Regions from separate parts of the Drosophila melanogaster genome. Here region 2 is linked to region 1. The links are chromatin contacts, called in public Hi-C maps. All regions are on one chromosome and are shown on one strand. The core of a region is the stretch at or near the end of the contact, and the rest is flanking DNA. Distances in the headings are between cores, read along the strand shown.

The links. A called contact is a pair of places that touch in the nucleus more often than the background predicts.
Region 2: a contact with region 1 is called in a Hi-C map of the Kc167 cell line, with 1.6 times the contacts expected there. The contact joins the promoter of CG7120 here to the promoter of cert in region 1. A contact is called at or near these places in 7 of 107 Hi-C or Micro-C datasets (the Kc167 cell line, the S2 cell line, cellular blastoderm embryo and 2 more).

The regions. Positions count from the first base shown.
Region 1 is chr3L:8,285,412-8,291,243 of dm6, forward strand. cert (ceramide transfer protein) reads right to left here and starts at 4,459. Exons shown (of 9, transcript NM_139942.5): 1 at 4,302-4,459; 2 at 3,759-4,072; 3 at 2,417-2,809; 4 at 2,198-2,346; 5 at 1,903-1,963. The coding sequence starts at 4,037. It overlaps CG7201, which reads right to left. Exons shown (of 4, transcript NM_139943.2): 3 at 5,503-5,832; 4 at 4,875-5,446. The coding sequence ends at 5,173.
Region 2 is chr3L:8,393,760-8,399,370 of dm6, forward strand. CG7120 reads left to right here and starts at 2,241. Exons shown (of 5, transcript NM_001274649.1): 1 at 2,241-2,426; 2 at 5,228-5,287.

The DNA of each region.
Region 1 (5,832 bases), core at 3,209-5,708:
GCAGGAAAAGTGAGCGCACTTGTGTCCTGGCGAATCCTTCCGTCGAGCACAAGGACACAAAACAAACTGTTGCTGGTGGCCCAAACGCACTGGCCAACTTGGCCAGGATGAGCGGAGCAGAGAGAAGGCCAAAAAAAGAGAGCAGGAGAAAGCGGGCGACTGAGAGTAAAAAGCGAAAAGCGCACAGAGCAAAAAGCTCCAATGGATAGGATTTCTTGCATTTAAATAATAAATCAATTCTTGGGGTTCTTTGGCCACCGCACTTCAAACATTCAACATTCAAAAGCGAGTGGGGTGGCCCACTAATGAGGCCAATTTGGTTAGAAAAAACCAACATCAACATTTTATGAAACTTATTTTAGGCAACATTTCATACACTAAGGAAAAATACCATTATTTTATCAAAGCAATGCTTCCGAACTAATACTTTTATCATAATAAAAAAATATTTGACATTCCACATTCATAGCTGATTAGAAATTTTTCAAAAACACAACGATGTTTGTTAATATTTTTTATCAGCTATATATGCACATAGAAAAAAAATTCAAAATTACTAAAAGTGTTATCAAATTTTATTTGGAGATATATTGAAACGTTTATTGTTTATAAAAGTGATAATACGCCTTGAAATATTTCCATACGAAACACATATTATAAAAATATATTCCACCACTCCTTTATGTAAATTATTTATGATTTTAATTCAGTGTACCTTTATTTTTTTAACGCTGCCCTTCTGAAATCCGCCGGAGCGCCACAGAAATCGCGCCGAGGGCATAGCGTTGACGTTGTTTATAATTTTATAAATTTGTATATTTGTACAGTGATGCGTGCGGCGCTTTTATATTTGCAACATGAACTAGCGATTGCTACAATTGTGTACACTTGTTTATTTATTATAGCTCTTTCAATGCAACGCAAGAAATTTCACAATCTGCACACTCAATTAAATGCCACGACCAATATGAAAAAGAAACAGTCTCGTTTTGAATTGTTTGCCTAGCAAATTTGTTTATAATTGCTACGTGTTGGCCACTCGATCGCTAACCGCCGACTGACCAGCCTAGCTCATAAGCCATAAACCTGACAGCTGTAAGCCAGGCTAAAAGCCACAGCTCAAAAAGTGAGCCGCATATTGAATGCTCTAAGCTTGAACGTATAGTGAAAGATCACGTACATGTTTACTATATATTGTTCACTTAAATCGGGATTTTCTAACAAAATTTTCATATGAAGATCACTGAAGACGTAATAGTTAATATACCCGTTGCACAAAGTGCATTCTAGCCAACGGTTGGATCGTTATTCAACGTCAATATCTGCAATATTGGCTCGAAGTAGATCTTAAGCTACGCCCAACTGTCAAACAGGCCTAATGAAACCGTCTAGACGCCCAGTCTTTCAGCCTGAGTAGTCGCCAAGTAACCGAGCCAAGAATAACAACCAAGTTGAGCACTTACAATTCGTAGGAGAGCATCATTTTTCTAATGCTATTGTGGACATATGCCATTAAAATGGAATTGATTGGGCAAACAAATGTAAGCGGAAAAACGATATTGCATGACCAATTCCAGATTAACACGAACACGGGAACTTCGTGTCAGCCAAAATTCGGAACCAAATACTGGCATTCCATAATCGAATTGAAAACGCTTGAATAATAGTCCAGCGTGTTCTACTTTCCTTGCATATGATGAAATCTCTGACACAACGTCGAATCAGGCAGTTTATTTTAAGACGCCGACAAATCGCACGCAAATCGTTTATACGAATTTCGCGCCACTCATTCGGCGATTGTTTGCATTTTCAGTGGGAACGTGTTTGGCCCCGATTTGAGCAGCAATGACCGTGAATGCGATTACGCTTTTGCTTTTACGAGAGCTGTAAACTTGAACTCACCTCGAAATCTGGGCCAGGATACGATAGACGCTTCATTTTCTCAACTTCATCCTTGAGCTTTCTGCAAAGAAGAAACATAGAATTTTACCATAGTTTTAATATCGTTTAAATGAATAAACTTCAGAAATGAATGTACACATTAAATTTAAATACATTATTAATCCTTTTTTAAATAAATTAAACCATGAAATAGCATGATAATTTTTAAAGAAACGTATGGTTTTCAAGCAAATACAAAAAAGGTAATTGAAATTGCTTCTTCTTGTAGGAATCTATTCCGACTAGGTCAACCTACTTGCTTTGGTCCTCAGAACGTCGACGCTTATCTATTTCACGCTCCAGTTTCCGTTTCCATGACTCATCGCTCTCGGCGATGATTTCTAGGCAATGCTGCAGGGTGGTTAGCACGCCGGACGTTGTGGCCCGAAACGTGATGGATTCGCCCTGAGAAAATCGAGTGTTTTGCTTAGTACACTGTACATATACCAATGGCCCGATAAGTGCACTACTTTACCTTGAAATCGATGGACTTCAGACCGTCGCCCAGGTCCAGTGGTTGCGCATTGTTTTTGTTCACCTCCGAGCAGGCATCAAAGTATCGCTGCAGAGTCTCGATCTGTCCAAATAGTATATCCTTAAAGGTCTCCAGCTCGCCGACTTTTTCGCGCAGGTTGCGCTGCGTCTTCTTTAGGCTTCCTCCGCTGGTCAGCGAGATAGTGTTCGATTGCAGGCTCATGGTACTGCCATGGCGGCGCAAGGAAGTGGTGTCCGTGCTGCCGGAGTCCGCCTTGTACAGCTGCAGCACATCCACCCAGTGCATGCGGTCCTCGCTGGTCTCTGCCCGCAGGCACCAGTTATTTAAGTTGTTCACCACAACATCGAATCGGAGCTCGTCGGACTCATGGGCCTACAAAAGAAAAATAAACTTGAACTTAGTAAAAGGCACAAAATAGGTACAAATAAACGGTTTATCTTACTTATATTTTAAATGAAAATTTCATGCCAGTAATAAGCCAGTTATTAAAACGAAATACAATAAATTCGACGAAAAAAAAACCTAATTAACTTTGAATGGTTGATTATAGCGGAACGCAAATCAGTGGTAAACATGAAATCAACAAGGAAAACACCCGAATACAAGATTATTGTTGGCAAATGGAAATTACAGTGGAACCTGAATGAGTCAAAACACTAAGAGAAATTTGTGAAAATTAATTAAAATTTTAAATGAATCACTTGCAAATAAATCCAATTATTAGTAACTTAAACTACAAGTGAGCTGGTTTCACTGTAAAGTAATCCAAGTAATCCAATCATGATCGATTAAATCGGTGATAATTATTATTTGGATTGTTGGGAAAAATTCTTTGAACTAAATGAGGCTTCAATATCTTTGAATAAGATCAGTGTTCGCAAAGTCAAGGCGAATGAATGGAAGGGCCGCTTCTAGTGAGTCAGCATTGTGTATATGCTTTTGGCAGCTCCTACAGTATAAATAGATAAGTACACACTCATGGCGAAACACCCTCCTAGAACAACACGCCCTCCTGTCAACAGAAGGCCTTCTAGCAGCGCCTAGGTCTGAGGGGTACCCCACTTACATTGATGACTTCAATTTTGGTCTATTTTGGTCGCCCAACGTTAATTGATTGCGCTGCATTGATTGCGTCGCTCGGAATTGGATTGGGAATGGGTGTATTGGCTTGGGAATGGAAACGGAGACCTCAGGTCGCGGTCATCGTTGGTTAATGTGTCGCAAACACATGCGCACACACTCACGCCCATTACTTTTTTATTAGTCCAATTGAAAGCACTTGGGGAAGGAGCTCCACCCTCTCTCTTTTCGGCCGTCCTACCTTAATGGTGGCCTTGGTCAGGCTGATGGCTCCGCGGCACCCGAAATCCGACTCCGATTCGGATTTATAGTAGGAGAGTGTACCATCCTTCAGGACTATGTAGCGTGGCTGCCATCCATAGATGTAGTTCGTCCACTTGCTGAGATAGCCCCTCAGTTCGATACTGTTGTCCAGATACTCCTCCTCCTCGGAGGCATCGCTCTGGGACTGTGATCCCGCCGCTGCCTCATTGCTCGAGGGCGGCGATGCTCCCAGCGACTCCCCAGCGTTCGTGTCCATCCTCTTCCAGCTCCGGAGTTCAACTGCCAAGTTATCTATACAATGAAACGGTTCGGGGGTATCTTAATCAGCAGGTTGCCGCAGAAGATTAAAAATATATTGCGCCACGTCCGCGCAATGTAAACAACTACAATGCCGGCTGGCAATTTGATGGGAGCTCCTATCGTGATAATCCAATTCAATCAGCGATCGCATCGCCTGACTCACAGCACCGCCTTTTCGCGGTTCTGAAGCGCCAGCTGGCCCCCACCCAGGAGCACTCACCTTTCGTTTATTGATTTCCTCGACGATCCGCAAACATCTGTGCAACACGTAATGCTCTGGCTTGTTTGTGGGAGGCTTGGTAAATAAGCGAAGAGAACTCACGACGCTGATGTTTTTTTCGCTGCAAAACCAAAACAAAGCTGACCTAGAGATGGTCTGACGACCGACGGTTCCTTCGATAAGTCGTTACGCTATCGATGTCTTACTCTCGATAGTTGTCAGAAGTGCCTTTTTCTTCTTCTTATAAATACACAAAATTTGAATTTAAATCTTCCCTTTAAAATGAGCAATTAGTTAAGTAATTACATAACTACAAACCGAGCACTAAGTACCGTTAAGTATTATTTTGCTTCATATATTACTTTCACAAAAACATGGAGAGTACCCAAATCTAGCTGCCAGTGTAACCACTTTAATTTGGTTTCAAACTTTGATTTGTAACTGCTGATAGTGCTGTGCAATGCAGGCAGTTGTCGTTTTTGGCGCCAGTTTAAATCTAAAAACGCAATGTTGTACATATCTTGGCCATTATTGCCGTAAGTTGTTATTTGAATGAAAACAATTATAAAGCACCTTTCAAGGGAAATTTATTTTCTATTCATTCGACACGTTTTCATTTGTTGAAAGGAAGGAATTATGCCACAATTTCAATTATTTACAGACCACTAGACAAACATGGATACAAATCTAAGCAATTAACAACGCCTACGACTAACAATAAATACAATGCGTAAATAAAATAAATAATTATAAATTAATTAGTACACGTTAATTACAAGCAAGTGACTTTGAGGACGCGCTCAACTCAATCGTAATCCTAACATCTAGACGAGGTCAACAATAGGGGTTCGCATGGGAGTTGGTCATTGTTCTACATATACACATTGTTGTCCTGATCCCGAGTGGTGGGCAGTTGAATGACCTGCTCCTCATGATATTCGCCCACCGGTCTGTCTGTGGGTTTTGTCTTTTTCGTCTTGCTCGCAGGAGCTGGTTTGCTATACTTGCTGGACAAGGCCTTAAATATACTCTTCGGACAGTCCTTGAAGTAGGGAAAACATTCTCCTGGTGCTTGCTTTCCCTCGCCCACCTCCTGGGCTTGTACATAGTCGGGTACCAGGTCGGAAAACGGAGATTTGGTTACCCTATAAGAGAGATCTGTGTAACAAAGAATCACGATTGAAAGGAGGAAATTACTCACGTTAAAAATAGCTTTGTCATTTCTCCAAAGACACCGAACTTCTCCAAACTTCGTGAGTGCATCTCACAAATGGTTCTCAGCAAACAGGCCTTGCCATCCATGCCAAAGGTGGATAGAAAGTCCTCCACTACGCCATAGAGCAAAACCCGCTCTCCGCCATGGAAAATATGCTGCAGTCCGGCTGGCAGCTCCGGATACTTTGGACCCTCTTCGTGTATCCTAAAGGGATGATCCTCGTTGCTTCTGCTCCGCTGCTCGCTGAGATCCCTCTTCCTGCGCTGGACATGCAGATACCTCGCCACATATTCACCAACCATGTGGCCTGCCTCG
Region 2 (5,611 bases), core at 991-3,490, 110 kb after region 1:
GAATAATGGTAATATATTATTAAAAGTCTAACTTGGCTAAAAGTGCTCATGAATGGAGCCGTGTGAAATGTTTAATGGAAGCAAATGAGATAACAAATCCATATGACTTAAATTCATATTAAACTTTAATCACAGCAAAACTATGACCAATATGGAATTGTTATATGTAACTTTCAAGATGCGATGATTCAATTATGAGTTACGGTTCTTATCATTAGACCTTTTATTTACTGAACAATAAAAGGCTTGAAAAGTGGTATGATAGGTACACAAACTATTGTTCTCAGAATTCACTTTATTCATAATAGTTTTTATAGAAAACTAAAAAAAAAGTTTTTTATAGAAAAAGTTCATCGTGGCACAAATAATTACTTTTCTTAATTATGTTTAATATAAATTTAATATACCGAAAATGATTTGTTTTAATTTACGATTCCCTAGAATCTTATCTAAACATTTAAAAACAGGCAACATTTGATTAGATTTAAATATTTACAATGTCTTTCGGATGTGAATATGTGAGTATCAAAAAGAGTCAAAGTGTTTTTCCCCATTCAGAAGTTCATAGATTATTCATTAGCTATATATGACACCAGTAAATATTCGCGACACTTTCATTAGCTTAAGTGATTGCAATTAGAAAAGATAAGATATTGGTTTTAGTATTTTGTTTTATTTAAATAGATTATATGAGTCTTACGGATTTAAATTTAAGTGTTTTAAATATAGCATTAGGAAACGTATTTAGTTAATTTGTAGTGCTATCCGCCGCGATTATTCTTTTCATATATTTTATATTATATTATATTTATATTTTAAATATCATTTTATTGGAACACTATAAATTTTATATATGCTTAAAAACATCTTAAACATGGTTTTGTATTTATTAAAAAAATGTTATTGTAAGTTTGGCCTCATTATTTCATTTCCCGACATAGTATTATTATTTAAATACATGATTAAAAATAAAAGATCAAGAAATTGTCAAAAGCTATTAATATATAAAAGTGTGAATATCCTTATAAATAAAAGCTACACCGATACACCTGCGATATCGTTATCGGAAAATACCCGCGAAGAAGCAGTAAACCAAGTTATTATTATTATTATTATTGTTTTATTTGTTCAATTAACTTATTCCGCAACTTATTTCCTGGATTTGCTGGAATGCCCAAGTGGAATCTGTACAATTTAAATGTAAGTGTAAATGGGGGTGGCGCTGTTGATCGGAGTCTTCGGTGTCGGTGCTGTGGCCACTCTTTTCCTTTTTCTCCGTTTTTTGTGGAATAAGAAGCATGCACAACTTTCCACGTAGCAAAAAGCTCACAAATTTCAAATTCTCCGCATTCCGCTTGTCAGCGGCTCTCAAACCGCACAGACTCAGTGAGTGTCAAACTGTGCATAGGGCATTTCGCAAATAAACATTGCATACTTTCAGTCAGCACTCGCGAATGTGCAAGGCAACGCGTTTAACAATTGCACGTGAAAAACAAAAAATATAAAAACACCATATTATATACATAAAAAAACCATTTCTTGACATGACATCACTTAAATTGAAGTTTCTCTGCGTCTATGTCTCTAGAATCTATATACTTAATCTCAACCTTTTAGCTCTTCTAACTCTGAATGTAAGGGGTATAATTAAATGTTTTAATTTGCGTCGAATACAAACATTGAAACAGCATTATCTACCTATCACTGTTTGATTTCAATTCTGAAGAATTCAACGATTTGTAGAACAAAGGAGAACTAATTCTACAGATTAAAACTCTTATCTAAAAGGCGCATTTTAAACATTGCTCCACTGCAAAGAAAGCCACTTGTCACCAGCGAAATTAAATAAATGTTCTAAAAGGTATTGTAAATTTGGTAAAAAGTTTTTAACTATTAAAGGAATTTATTATTTTTCTTGCCAATTCAATGGGCATACCAAAAAATGTTGAAGTTTCTTCCTCGCAATACTGGGTATCTGATAGTTGAGTAATTGGACTTCTGCTATTATTCAAAGACGTCAAGTTAATTTCATTACTCTGCTCTAAGATCGAAAGGTATACGACTTTATTTATGATCATTAAACCAGCCTATTGATTTTGTTCAGTGTATGGCCTGCTGGTGCTGCTGTTGCGCGTTATTGTAGTTGTCTCATGTTGCCGGCTGCCTCATGTTGTTCTTGCTGCTGCCGCCACCCAGGGAGGGTGTAAAAAATCTCACGTCGGCAACGGTTCGTCGTCATTCGTCGTGGGTCTCCGCTCGCTGGCAGTCGCACATCCGCTCAGTTGTATCGTGTTATCCGTTTCGCCAGCAAGGACCTCAGTCGCAATCGCGCACAGTACCGAGTTCGTTCGTTTGCAATCAGACTGCAAATATTTGTATATTTGCTGCAATCAATGGGGATGTACATATGGCGGCGAGTGGTAAATGTGAGTGTGCGAATATGTGAGTGGCCCCAAAACTGGGATGAATCCTTGCCCAGGCTATTCGGAAAAGTTTGCCATTTGCGCGCGAGTGTGTGTATCCGTGTGCGTCCCTTTTTGTATCTGTGTATCTGTAAGCGTTGTATCCGTATCTGTGCATGCATCTGTATCTGTAGGCAGTGTGCTCGACAAAAAACGATTGCAAATTTACGCTGACGCTGCAGCAGAAGCAGTTCGCTTCAATGGAACTTGACATAGTATGCCACCCAGTCGACGCCCAACCCCACCTTTGGGTTATATATGCACATGTGACGTTGTATTGTATTGCATGTGTTATTTTTACCACCGCAAAGTGTCCTCGACACACTCACACATTCGCCTCGTGTCCTGCAGCGTATCCGGATGCCACAGCACGCCGTTCGCCCTTCACCCCGTTCGCCACTGCAGCCATAGTTTCATTATTATTATTTCTATATAGTAATGCCCCAAGTGCATTTGCCATTAAAATGCTATGCATTATCTAGATGCATGGCTACTCGTGAAAAGCCACGCCAAACTAATGTCGCTTTTTAATGCCAGACTTTGTCGGTGCCTCGCTAATTTTTCCAAATGATTGTTCAAGCCGAACTGTGGATTCAATTAGATGAAATCCGCTAAATACAGCAAACGCCCAAGTCGAAAAAGCTGTAAAATGGGGCATAATCGACATTTGATAGCTGGCAAAATACAAATGAAATGCAGTCCACATGTACTAACATAAATATTTTTTGAACAGACATTTTATCGCCCTTCCTGTTATTAAAAAAAAAGTCTTCTAGCACTTATCATTGTTTGAAATAGAGGCAAAACTGGCTTTATTTAACACAATTCCCATATCTGTAAACCCACATATGCGTAGTGCCCTTTAAATTCTAACAATTGTGTTTATCTCATTTACTCACATTCGACTATTATATTAATTTTATATTATTATTATTTATTTTTTTTTTTTTGTTTGTTGATGACTTGAAAAGTATGAATGATTTTGGAACATATGTTAGTAGAGTTATACCACTAATAATTCCACGAAATAAGTTAAAGCGCCTCGACTTTTCCAAAAAATATGTTAGTCAGCCTGCATCATTCTGGAACAATGTTCTTTTGAGTTTCACTGCTCAAAAAAAAATTTTTTTTGTTAGATTACCGAAACAATTTTATCTAGAAATCGCGAAGAAACGATTTTGAAAATTCAAACCTTATGGAAGGATATTTCAATAGATTATATCCACAGCTTGGTACAGTCTGTACCAAAACGTCTTTAAAGGGATAGAGAGGGTATATTTTTTATTAATTTGTTTTAATTTTTTAGTTGACTTTTTTTTCTTTTCAATTTATAACATTTAAATAATTTGTCCAAATACTTATGCCACTGCTAAGTTGTTATCTAATTCAACTACGATAGTCAACCTATTTACTAAAATTATCTAAAAATTTTGCTTTAAGTAAACAATAAGTTACAAACAAATATATTGAATATATTTCTTGTCCAAATACTTATGCCCACTAGTGTATATATTCTTGATCAGGATCTATCTGTTAAGTTATTAAACCTAAAATCAAGAAATTTTAATTTATAAAAAAAAGAAAATATTCCTTGGCTGCAAACATTTGCTTAGTGCCGAACTACACCTGGTCTTCCAGTGCTGGGCATGAATATCGCATAATTATATTTATTGTAGATAGCTATGAAAACGTGTCATGGATTAACACAACAAAATATCTGATCAATGTTTGCCACATGAGAAACTGCAAAAAAGTGAAAACTAATGATCGTAGTCGTACCGAGTCGTGATCGATGAAATAATCGCGGCATTGGCGAAGGCGAATCACAGATCCATCATGTGGCATCATCAGCTCTATTTTCCCATTTCGGGCTCCCAGACCCCCCAAGATCCCCGAGATCCCCGAGACCATCCCCGCTCCCACATACCCATTAGCCTGGTGGTGGGCCTGGTACCCAAACCTATTTCTGTGCTTGGGCTACAGTCGCATTCGCGATTCCGTCGTCATAGTGCTCGGACCGCTGGCGCAAGATTAGCAGATTGGCAGAACGATGTACCTGGCGCTTAGCAGACGTTGCATTTCCATTAATTGAATTCGCAGGCCGCCACCCCATTTCGAACCACCCAAAATGCGCCCATCCAAGGTTGGCAAACAACGTGTTATTTATATGCTTGCTGGCTGGCAAAAAAAGAGTGCTTTAATTGTTTTGAATGGGAAAATGTATTCAAGTGCGTTGCACGTATTCAAACGTTTGTTGAACCGAAAATCTGCACGTGTATTATTATAAACAATAAACAAAAATGTAAACTAGTGCAAATCGGTGAAAACCAAACAATGTGTGAATAAAGATCTATAATCCTTTAAAACACAAACAAGTACCTTATATCTAAAAATAAATGCAACTAAATCCCTTATGAACTCAAACTATATATACATATATATATTATACAACTGAAAGATATTGAAAACGAAAAATCACAAGATTATGTACTCTGGAGAGTGACTACAGAAAAAAACATTTGTAAATCAGCTTTGAAATGCAAAGTTCCGGAATTCGCCAATTATAAACTCATCAGCAGTATCATATTCTTTTTTGCATGTTTTGCAAAAAAAAAAAACATAATTTATTCATTGTTTCCACAGAAAATGTATGCGACACTGAAAACTGACCTTTGTAATAAGTGGAAAATGAGTTTTCCAGCTAACGAAAAAATTTGCATCCGTCAGCTACTTACATATACATATGCATTGTACTTTAATTTCAGTTGCAAAAACGACAATAATACGCCAATGAATCTAAAATCACTGCAATACTCATTTAACAAGTAAGTCAATCAAAAATTATTAATTAGTTCACGCGACTTGTGAAACTTATGTAAATAAGCCTTTCTTACTTAGCTTACAAAATACAAGTTAATTTGTTGTTTCACTTGTAGAGTAAAGGGTATGCTAGACTCGTTGAAAAGAATGTAACAGGTTACTCACACACTTTTAAATAATGTTTTGATTTTGTATACCCTAGAAGCGAGTATACCGATTTCGGTCAGCACTCGCTTTGCTACTTGCATATCTCTCTGGCGCTTCACCATCTGCGTAATGGGTATCTTATAGCCGCAACACTCGACTTTTAGCTTACTTACACTCTTATT